Linked DNA regions of Mus musculus: all the other regions are linked to region 3. The links are chromatin contacts, called in public HiChIP or PLAC-seq maps. All regions are on one chromosome and are shown on one strand. Each heading gives the region's core, a stretch centred on a gene start, on an enhancer-like site or on the middle of the called end of the contact. The rest is flanking DNA. Distances are from core to core; before and after follow the strand shown.

What was found. HiChIP or PLAC-seq counts read pairs in DNA pulled down with a chosen protein or histone mark.
Region 1: an H3K27ac HiChIP or PLAC-seq map of embryonic stem cells shows a contact between it and region 3, with 7 read pairs. The contact joins two enhancer-like sites. A contact is called at or near these places in 6 of 39 promoter capture datasets (3T3-L1-derived adipocytes, cranial neural crest, frontonasal cranial neural crest and 3 more), 1 of 115 datasets of contacts at active chromatin or transcription factors (embryonic stem cells) and 3 of 9 other capture datasets (adipose tissue, liver and pancreatic islet).
Region 2: an H3K27ac HiChIP or PLAC-seq map of embryonic stem cells shows a contact between it and region 3, with 6 read pairs. The contact joins two enhancer-like sites. A contact is called at or near these places in 6 of 39 promoter capture datasets (embryonic stem cells, liver, maxillary cranial neural crest and 2 more), 1 of 484 Hi-C or Micro-C datasets (nephron progenitors), 1 of 115 datasets of contacts at active chromatin or transcription factors (embryonic stem cells) and 1 of 9 other capture datasets (pancreatic islet).

Annotation. Positions count from the first base shown.
Region 1 is chr16:43,859,407-43,862,106 of GRCm38.p6, forward strand. It overlaps Qtrt2 (queuine tRNA-ribosyltransferase accessory subunit 2), which reads right to left. Exons shown (of 9, transcript NM_001356329.1): 9 at 2,001-2,700. Among named protein-coding and RNA genes, the nearest start is that of Gm25989, 26 kb to the right of the region's middle. Within about 2 kb of position 1,440, at least 3 of the 459 cell types and tissues checked have an H3K27ac peak or open chromatin away from gene starts, as enhancers often do. A contact at or near this core is called in embryonic stem cells, where this site is marked.
Region 2 is chr16:43,800,528-43,803,227 of GRCm38.p6, forward strand. The region is part of intron 2 of Drd3 (dopamine receptor D3); the gene reads left to right. Among named protein-coding and RNA genes, the nearest start is that of Gm26074, 32 kb to the right of the region's middle. Within about 2 kb of position 1,419, at least 150 of the 459 cell types and tissues checked have an H3K27ac peak or open chromatin away from gene starts, as enhancers often do. A contact at or near this core is called in embryonic stem cells, where this site is marked.
Region 3 is chr16:43,925,651-43,928,350 of GRCm38.p6, forward strand. All of the region lies in intron 6 of Ccdc191 (coiled-coil domain containing 191), which reads left to right. Among named protein-coding and RNA genes, the nearest start is that of Ccdc191, 37 kb to the left of the region's middle. Within about 2 kb of position 1,276, at least 13 of the 459 cell types and tissues checked have an H3K27ac peak or open chromatin away from gene starts, as enhancers often do. A contact at or near this core is called in embryonic stem cells, where this site is marked.

The DNA.
Region 1 (2,700 bases), core at 190-2,689, 66 kb before region 3:
CATAAACCATGACTGTTAGAGCCAAGACGGACACATGACTTCCCTGTTACATTGCTTGTATTAAACTCGCTTCAGTTGTCTTTGCACCCTGTAATTTGGGATTTGTCTTCTAAATTGTAACCTCATGAAGAAGAGAGACATTAAGTATGAAATGGAGGAGTGAAGCCAAAGCGATTCAAATGTTCAAATTCAATATTGCAAATCAGCCGCAGGGTTGGCGAGGTGGCTCAGGGGCTACCGAGCCTGATGACCTGGGTTTGAGCCCTGGAACCCATGTGGTGGAAGGAAAGCCAAGTCCCACAAGTTGTCCTCTGACCTGCACACTCATGCTGTGTGGAGCCGTGTGTGTGTGTGTGTGTGTGTGTGTGTGTGTGTGTATACACACACAAATACAAATAACTAAATCAAATGAACACCAATTCTACCAAACAAATCAAGCATAATCTTAACACATAACATAACATTTAACACATAATCCATGTGTTAAATGTGACCTTCTAGGCTCCCTGACCTACACACACACACACACACACACACACATGGCACTGCCAGTTTTAATAAGCAGAAAGCCCACAGTGACAAGCAGGACTAATCAAACTGTGGAGAGCGCCTGCTTCTAATCAGGGAGGCACAGGATAGTGATTTAACTCCATTGCTCAGTTAGCCTCATGCTGCCTCCATAGGAAAATAATTCCTGATAAGATAGTCACTTTCCATTCTAGTGTAGTCCCTTTGATGATCTTTGTTTGAACTTTGTATTAAATGCCTTTAATTATAGTATTGGCTTAAAAAAAAAGTTTTCTCCTTACTTTGCTCCAGAGAATAACGAAGTATCTCTATCCCCAATATATAAGAACCCCCAGTCTACTACTGACCACTGCATTCATTTGAGATAATCAGACTCAAACCTTGCAGCCATCTTCAGGGTGTATGTAGCTAGCTGGGGATACTGATTGACAGTTCATTTTGAACACATATAGGCACTAGCATGGTACCGTGGACACATCTGTCAGGATAACTCTTCCCACTGGAATAGTCCCATCGATTCAGTCGTGACTGTCTCAGTACCTTCAAATCAGAAGCAAGTCAAAACAGCATGGAGGCAGGATGAGGAGGGAGACAGCTTTGAGACAGGGTCTTGCTATGAGGCCCAGGCTGGTCCTGAAATCATAATCTTTCTATTCCCATCTCAAGTGCTAGAATTCCAGGCAGGTGCCACCACGCCTGTGTACTCATAAGAATTTGCTACAGTGGTGGACAGTTGTCCTTTACCTATGGGAAGCTAGAATTTAACTTGGAAGCTGAGAAGTGACATAATTTTGACCTTCAGGCAGGCTGAAGTGATTGTTTACCAAGCTTCAGTTCACGGGGATAACAGTGAGCTACAGGCGCATTTGCTAAGTTGTCTGGCACAGTGCTCCAAAGGGGGGCACTGAGGTGACTCAGCAAGTAAAGGCACTTGCCAAAGCGGACAACCTGAGCTTGATTCTTAGAACACACACAGCGGAAGGAGGGAACTCCAAGCAGCAGCGGCCCATGCCTTTAATGCCAGCACTTGGGAGACAGAGACAGGCAGAGCTCTGAGTTTGAGAAATGATCTACAGAGTGAGTTCCAGGACAGCCAGGGCTACACAGAGAAACCCTGTCTCAAAGAAGGAAGGGGGAAAGGGAAAGGAGGAGGGGGGAGGGGGAAGGAAAAGGACCCAAAAACTACTCCAGAGATTGTGAAGTTACTTTTACTATACACTAACATAGCTTTTTATCCACTATATATAATGTAGAGAGGCAGGTAATGTATATTGAGTGACAACATTCCTTCAAACTTAACATTAAAATTCTTTATATTATATAAAGATTTTAAACATAAGAATTATAAACACAAATGATAAAATCTGAAGCAAGCTTTTCCCATAAGAAATCTTTAGGATAGTCTCTGTGCCATGGAAATTTAATACTTTAGTAGATAGACTACCATTTACAAAAAACAATGCACAGCGGGGTTTTTTTTAATTAAAAATGTTTATTGGCTGTTGCCCTTCATACATTTACAACATAAAAGAAAACAATTTTTTCAAATGTGCTAATAAGAAAAAGACCCAGGGAACTGAACAATGTTTAACAGAATTTTCAGTGTTTTGGACATAAATAAAACTCATAAATTTATATGGATTCTTAGATATTTACTAATAATCCTTCAATAATGGGTTTGGTCTTGGCCAAGGATAAAACATATAAACAAGTACAAAATCCATTCAACACAGATCACTGAGAACAGAAACTCTGTCTCTGCGTCTGCATTCTATGAATCCCTTGCATTCATCAACAAGTCATACCACAAAAAGGAAAAACAACGTTGGATTTCCAGCACATAAAAGTACAGTAATTACATAATTCCTACATACAATGTTCAGTAATGGCCACTATAAATTGGAAACCAAACAAATATAAGAAATGCATTTCTTACACCTACAAAAATGAATCTTTTAAATTGTATTATTTTTATAAAAACTACATGTATATACATATATGTTTTGTGTACTCCTTAAAAAAATTGATAAATATAGAAAAGATACATACAAAAAAAAAGCCCTGTCATGCCACCACAAAAATACAGAATTACAGAGAACCCCGGAGGGACAACCAGCCTCAGGGTCAGAAGAATGCCAATTCACCAACCACTTCAAAATCCACAGGACAATC
Region 2 (2,700 bases), core at 169-2,668, 120 kb before region 3:
TGAGCCCCCTGTCTGACCAAATAAAAGGTGGTGAAAAGCTGCCTTCAGAGCTCTGGGCTCATTAAACCCAGGCAGGGAGTTAGAGTCAGGCCCTCCCACTCAGACCGGGCTCGTCTTTCCCCCAGCAGTCACGGCGAGAACCCCCCACTTGAGGTTAATGATAGCTTCAGCTGGACAGTCATGATATTAAGACCTTAATGAGCGATCGGCCACGTCGACCGAGAATCAGAGGGCGCTCCATGTGTGCTGAAGGTCCTGCTGTCCCTCGTCACAAGTCCCAAGCTAGACCCTGATCTTCCAGAGATTTAGACAGTCCCCCATTCTTGACAAAAGTTAGGGAAGGTCACCTGTGAAGGTCACGCCTGCAGCGCACCACTAGAAGTATAATTTCCTGTTATCCTAATTTGTGTGAATGCACAGGCAACAAAAACAAATATAGCTATCATTTATAAACAGTCCAGCAAAGTAGGTACATTGTCCCATTACATGTGCACATGTCAGTGGGCGTATGCGTATGTACACACACACACACACACACGGGTGGGGTGACTAGAATCACAAAGCTATTAGGTAATAGATGAATGGAACCAAAAGTCACTGCCCATCTTTTTATTTCCCCAGGGCTGGGGATGGAACCTACCACTTAGAATGTGCTAACCTTTGCATTCTTCCATGGAGAGACAGCTCCAGGGTTATGTTAGCTCAAGCCACCAACACAAGTCTGTGATCCTCCTGCCTCCACCTTCACCCCCTGAATGCTGACCTTGTAGGCATGTGCCACCAAGCCAGCTTGTGCAGCCAATATCTCCTACAATAAACTGCCCTGGAGCCTCACCCTGGGGCCCCTAGCTGTTAAGTCACACTGCCAAGTTCAGTATCTAAGCCTTACAGCAAAGCGACTCTAGGCTGTTTGGTTCCTTGTGCCCGTTTAACATCAACAACTACCCCAGCCCTTCAACAGTGGCTCACACAAGAAAGTTCTCGACACTTGTCTGATAAATAAATTTAATGTGCACTGCCTGACAACCAGGAGGGGGAAAAAATCACAATCATAAAACCTAAAGTCACACAGAACAATCATGAATCTCTTAGGCTAGCCCAATAATGATGGCGATACAGTAAGAACTGCCTTTTGGATTTTAAGTTGTATTAAAAAACAAACAAACAAACAAAAAACTTCACAAATGTAATCTCATTCAATAGCTGTGAACAGTTCTGTTAGACAGAAAATTTGAGTCAGAAAACTCCAGCCGCGGGCCTCACTGTCTGACAAGCTAGCTGCAAAGCTGGATTTCAGCCCTAGGGCTTTACCAGAGCGAACATTGACTGCACTCGGGTCGGCTGAGTACTCTACAGGAGAGAGGGCCGAAAGAACTAGATGCTGCAACACAAAGAAGGGAGTGGGACTGGGAACACCTCCAAGGGAGGTGGCCCTAGCCAGGGTTCCTTCTCCAGCCAAGCCGCGCCAAGCCAAGCCTGACCCAGCGCCTCCGCGGTTGGCCTTGAGCAAATCGCTCAGAGAGGAAACCAGAGGCTAAACAAGTCTCGCAGGGTGAGAATGCGGGGTCCTCGCAGGGCTCCAGGAACTAAGTGGGGAGGTTTTCCGGCTCTGCCTCCCCACAGAGCCTGGAGAGCCCCCAGGTGAGTCGTGAACTTCTCACCCCGGCAGAGCTGGCGAAGTTCTTGCTGCATTTTGGTGCCCTCCAATGGTGGATTTTGGAACAGCCTCGAGGTCTTAGCCACCCACCTATGACATGCTGGAGGGGGCCTCATTTATTCTAACGGCTTAATCATTTAAGAAGAAGAAGGGGGGAAAAAAAACATACTGTGACAATAAAAGACTGTAGTCTTGTCTCTCATCTCTTACCCCAAGTGAGCAAGAAGGTTTGACAGAAATTCTCCCTAATGCAGACTCTCTCAGACTTGTCTAATAAGATACATTAGATGTTAAAAATACACGTCTCTGGGTTTTACTTTAGAAGTACCTCATGGAAACCACTAGGGAAATAACTTGGGGACGTTCATTTTAACAGTACACCCCCACACTCTCCAACTCCCACCCCCACGTTCCCCACACCCTAACACGCTGGCAATTAGCAGAGTCAAGATACTTGGGGAGGTTCAGTTCTGAGCATTCACACTGGTCTCCCGAGTACAAACAAGTGGGATGCCAGCAAACCCATGTTTCCCTGCAGGGCTAAGACAGCTACATGTGCCTTGGACAGGGAATGGGGTCCTTGTCAAAGGCACTGGTCCTAGAGATGGGAGACCTGGCTCTGCAAGGACAACTCCAGTCTGAAACTTTAGATCTATCCTGCCTTCCCTGAAGTTCTGGCTCCTCTCATAAAAAGAGCTACGTTCAGTATAGTCTCTTGCTCATAGAAGTGATGGAGCCTCCAAAGAGCTGATGAGCATTAAAGTGTGTTTAAGACAGCATGCCATTCCCACTAGTGTGCTAGAACCATGCTGGTGAGAGCAATATTCCAGGAATGTTTCAAGTTGGTAATCAAGCCTTTGGTGGTGGCTTGACATGAGCAGTGGTGGGAGTATTTGCGCAACAAAAATTGATGCATGTTACAAATTGGGGCTTTGTGTGTGTGTGTGTGTGAGAGAGAGAGAGAGAGAGAGAGAGAGAGACAGAGAGACAGAGAGACAGAGACAGAGAGACAGAGAGAGACAGAGAGAGACAGAGAGAGCAAG
Region 3 (2,700 bases), core at 26-2,525:
TCAAGCCTGTAATAAACAGATGGTAAAAGCTACAGGAAGAACAAATGATTATATGGACACCATCAGCAACTACAATCCCATACAGAAACCAATGTATTAAGAAAGAAGTGGAGAGAGGTCATGTTAGTTACCAGGCTAGTAAGACTTTCGAGTTTTCCTGGCTTGATTGAGCAGAATGCACTCTTCTTCCAACTCAAGTGTGCTTGTAAGAGCAAGGGGCTAGAGCACTGTCTTAGTTAGCATCTTACTGCTGTGAACAGACACCATGACCAAGGCAACATGGACCCTTTGTTCTATTACATTATTACCAGCTTTCTGCTTCCTATCTCCTTCACTGCCTCTGCTTGGCTCTGTAGATTGACCTTGAACTCAAAGATCTGCATGCCTGTCTCCTGGGATTGATTAAAGGTGTGGACCACCACACCTGGTAGGATCTTTCCCCACAGTCACTACTCCCTTAATTAAATTTAATATCCTTGAACACAGGTTCAGCTCCATTTCAATTCCTGGTACCCCTTTAATACTCGAATCACATATTTTATATTTTTCCTTTCTCAGCTTGCTCCTTTTCATTAAAACACTTTTCATAAAACTGGACTTTAGTAACCACACAATAGAATTTATACCCGACTGTTTTGAGACTTCCTTTGTCAAAGCAATAAATCTAAATCTTTTCACCTTAGCCTCAGGCAGACTCCTTGGACAATGGTAGGAAGCAGCCACATTCTTCACCAAAATACCACAACGGTCTCTGCCACATACTGAAATTCTTCTCCACTGAAACCTCTTGGGCCAGGTCTGCACAGTTCAAATCACTCTCGGCAACAAAGTCTTCCATATTCCTACCAGGATGGCCCATTAAGCCCCACTTAAGGGATCCCACTGCTTTCCAAATCCACATTCTTCCAAACAAAAGCGTGGTCAGGCCTATCACAGCAATACCCTATCCCTGGCTCCGACTTCTGACTTAGTTAGCATTTTACTGCTGTGAACAGACAACTCTTTTAAGGACAGCATTTAATCGGGGCTGGCTTACAGGTTCAGAGGTTTAGTCCATTATCATCAAGGCAGGGACATGGCAGTATCCCGGCAGGCATGGTGCAGGAGGAGCTGGGAGTTCTACATCTTTATCTGAATGAAGGCTGCTAGCAGGATACTGGCTTCCAGGCAGCTAGAATGAGGGTCTTATAGCCCACACCCATAGTGACACAGCTACTCCAACAGGGCCACACCTTCTAATGGTGCCACTCCCTAGGTGAGCATATACAAACCATCACAAGCACCATTGTAGCTCTAGACTGTGAACTGATCAGGAGAGACAGGAGCAGCGTGGTCTGGGGATGTGGGGATGTGGGGATGACCTTTAATTCTCATTATCTTGCCCAGACTTAGGATTACCTCAGAGATACACCTGTGTGGGACTTTGCAGAGGTTTACTGGAGGAGGACTGGGAATGTGAACAGCACCAGACCAAATAAAAAGGAGAAAGCCAGCTTAGGTCAGCATTCATCCCTCTCTGCCTCCCAACTGTGGGTACCATGTGGCTGATTTCGTCAAACTGCAACTACTGCTAAACCCTTGTAGCTGCCTCCTTTCCCTGCCATGAGAGACTGTGCCCTTGAACCTAGAGCCCAAATAAACCCTTCCTTACATTGCTCTTGCCAAGAATTGTCTCTGCAGTAAGAAAAGTGACTAGTACCAGAGTGAAGGGAACAAGTAGATGCTATCTGTGGAAGCATGAGAGGACTGGAAGTGTATTCCTTTTACCAGTGTCTTCAAGACACTTATCAGACTCATGTTTACCTAAGGAATATTTACTATGGATCAAGAATAACTAAGCAGTGATCTTTAATTCATCCTTCTCCTTTTTTTTAATCTAAATTTTAATAAGATTGCTTTTGAGCAAGCAGGAGGAAAAGCCCAGTAGCAATTGTATTTGAGTAAAGCAGGGCTCCAGGCATCTGTCCTGGGGCTGTTGTTAGCTTCTGCAGTCAGCCTCACTCCACACCCTGGAAACCTACCCTCTGCTCCCAGGGTCTTAACGCTCGGATGGTAAAGGACCATATTGACTACAGAGTTTATAGGCTCTAATTTTGATCTCCTAAATTCAGGTAAGTATCTAGAGACAGTGTTCTACCATAGTAGGCTATATGTAGTTTTCATTCAATTTCAAAACAGAGAATATACCCTTCACTGTTAGACTAATTATCTATAAATTAAAGACATCACCAGGATGTCAGAATGTTTGAGTTTTAGCCTTGCTGGTGCTTTACTTTGTGACTTCAATTATCCAGCTCTACCTAAAGCTGTAATTCAATGAGCTTAATCACAAGAATAGTTACACTTTCTATTTTATCATAATGATCTACAAATAAATAAAATAGTACATGTAGAGCAATAGAGGGCTAGGGTTGTAGTCTGGTTGTATATTATTTCCTTATGTGCATAGTCCAGGGTTTAATCTCTAGTACCAATAAACAAACAAATGATTAGACAATTAAAGATATAATAGTACATAGAAGTTACTTTGAACTTTATAACAAGAGGGACATAATAATCCAAGGAAATGATCTGGAAAGATGTCTGCGATTAAGAGAAGAAAACTGGCTGCTTTTCCACAAGACCTGGATTATGCTCCCAGCATCCACACAGTGGCTCACATACATCTGTATCTCCAGTTCAGGAGAACCAACACCTTCT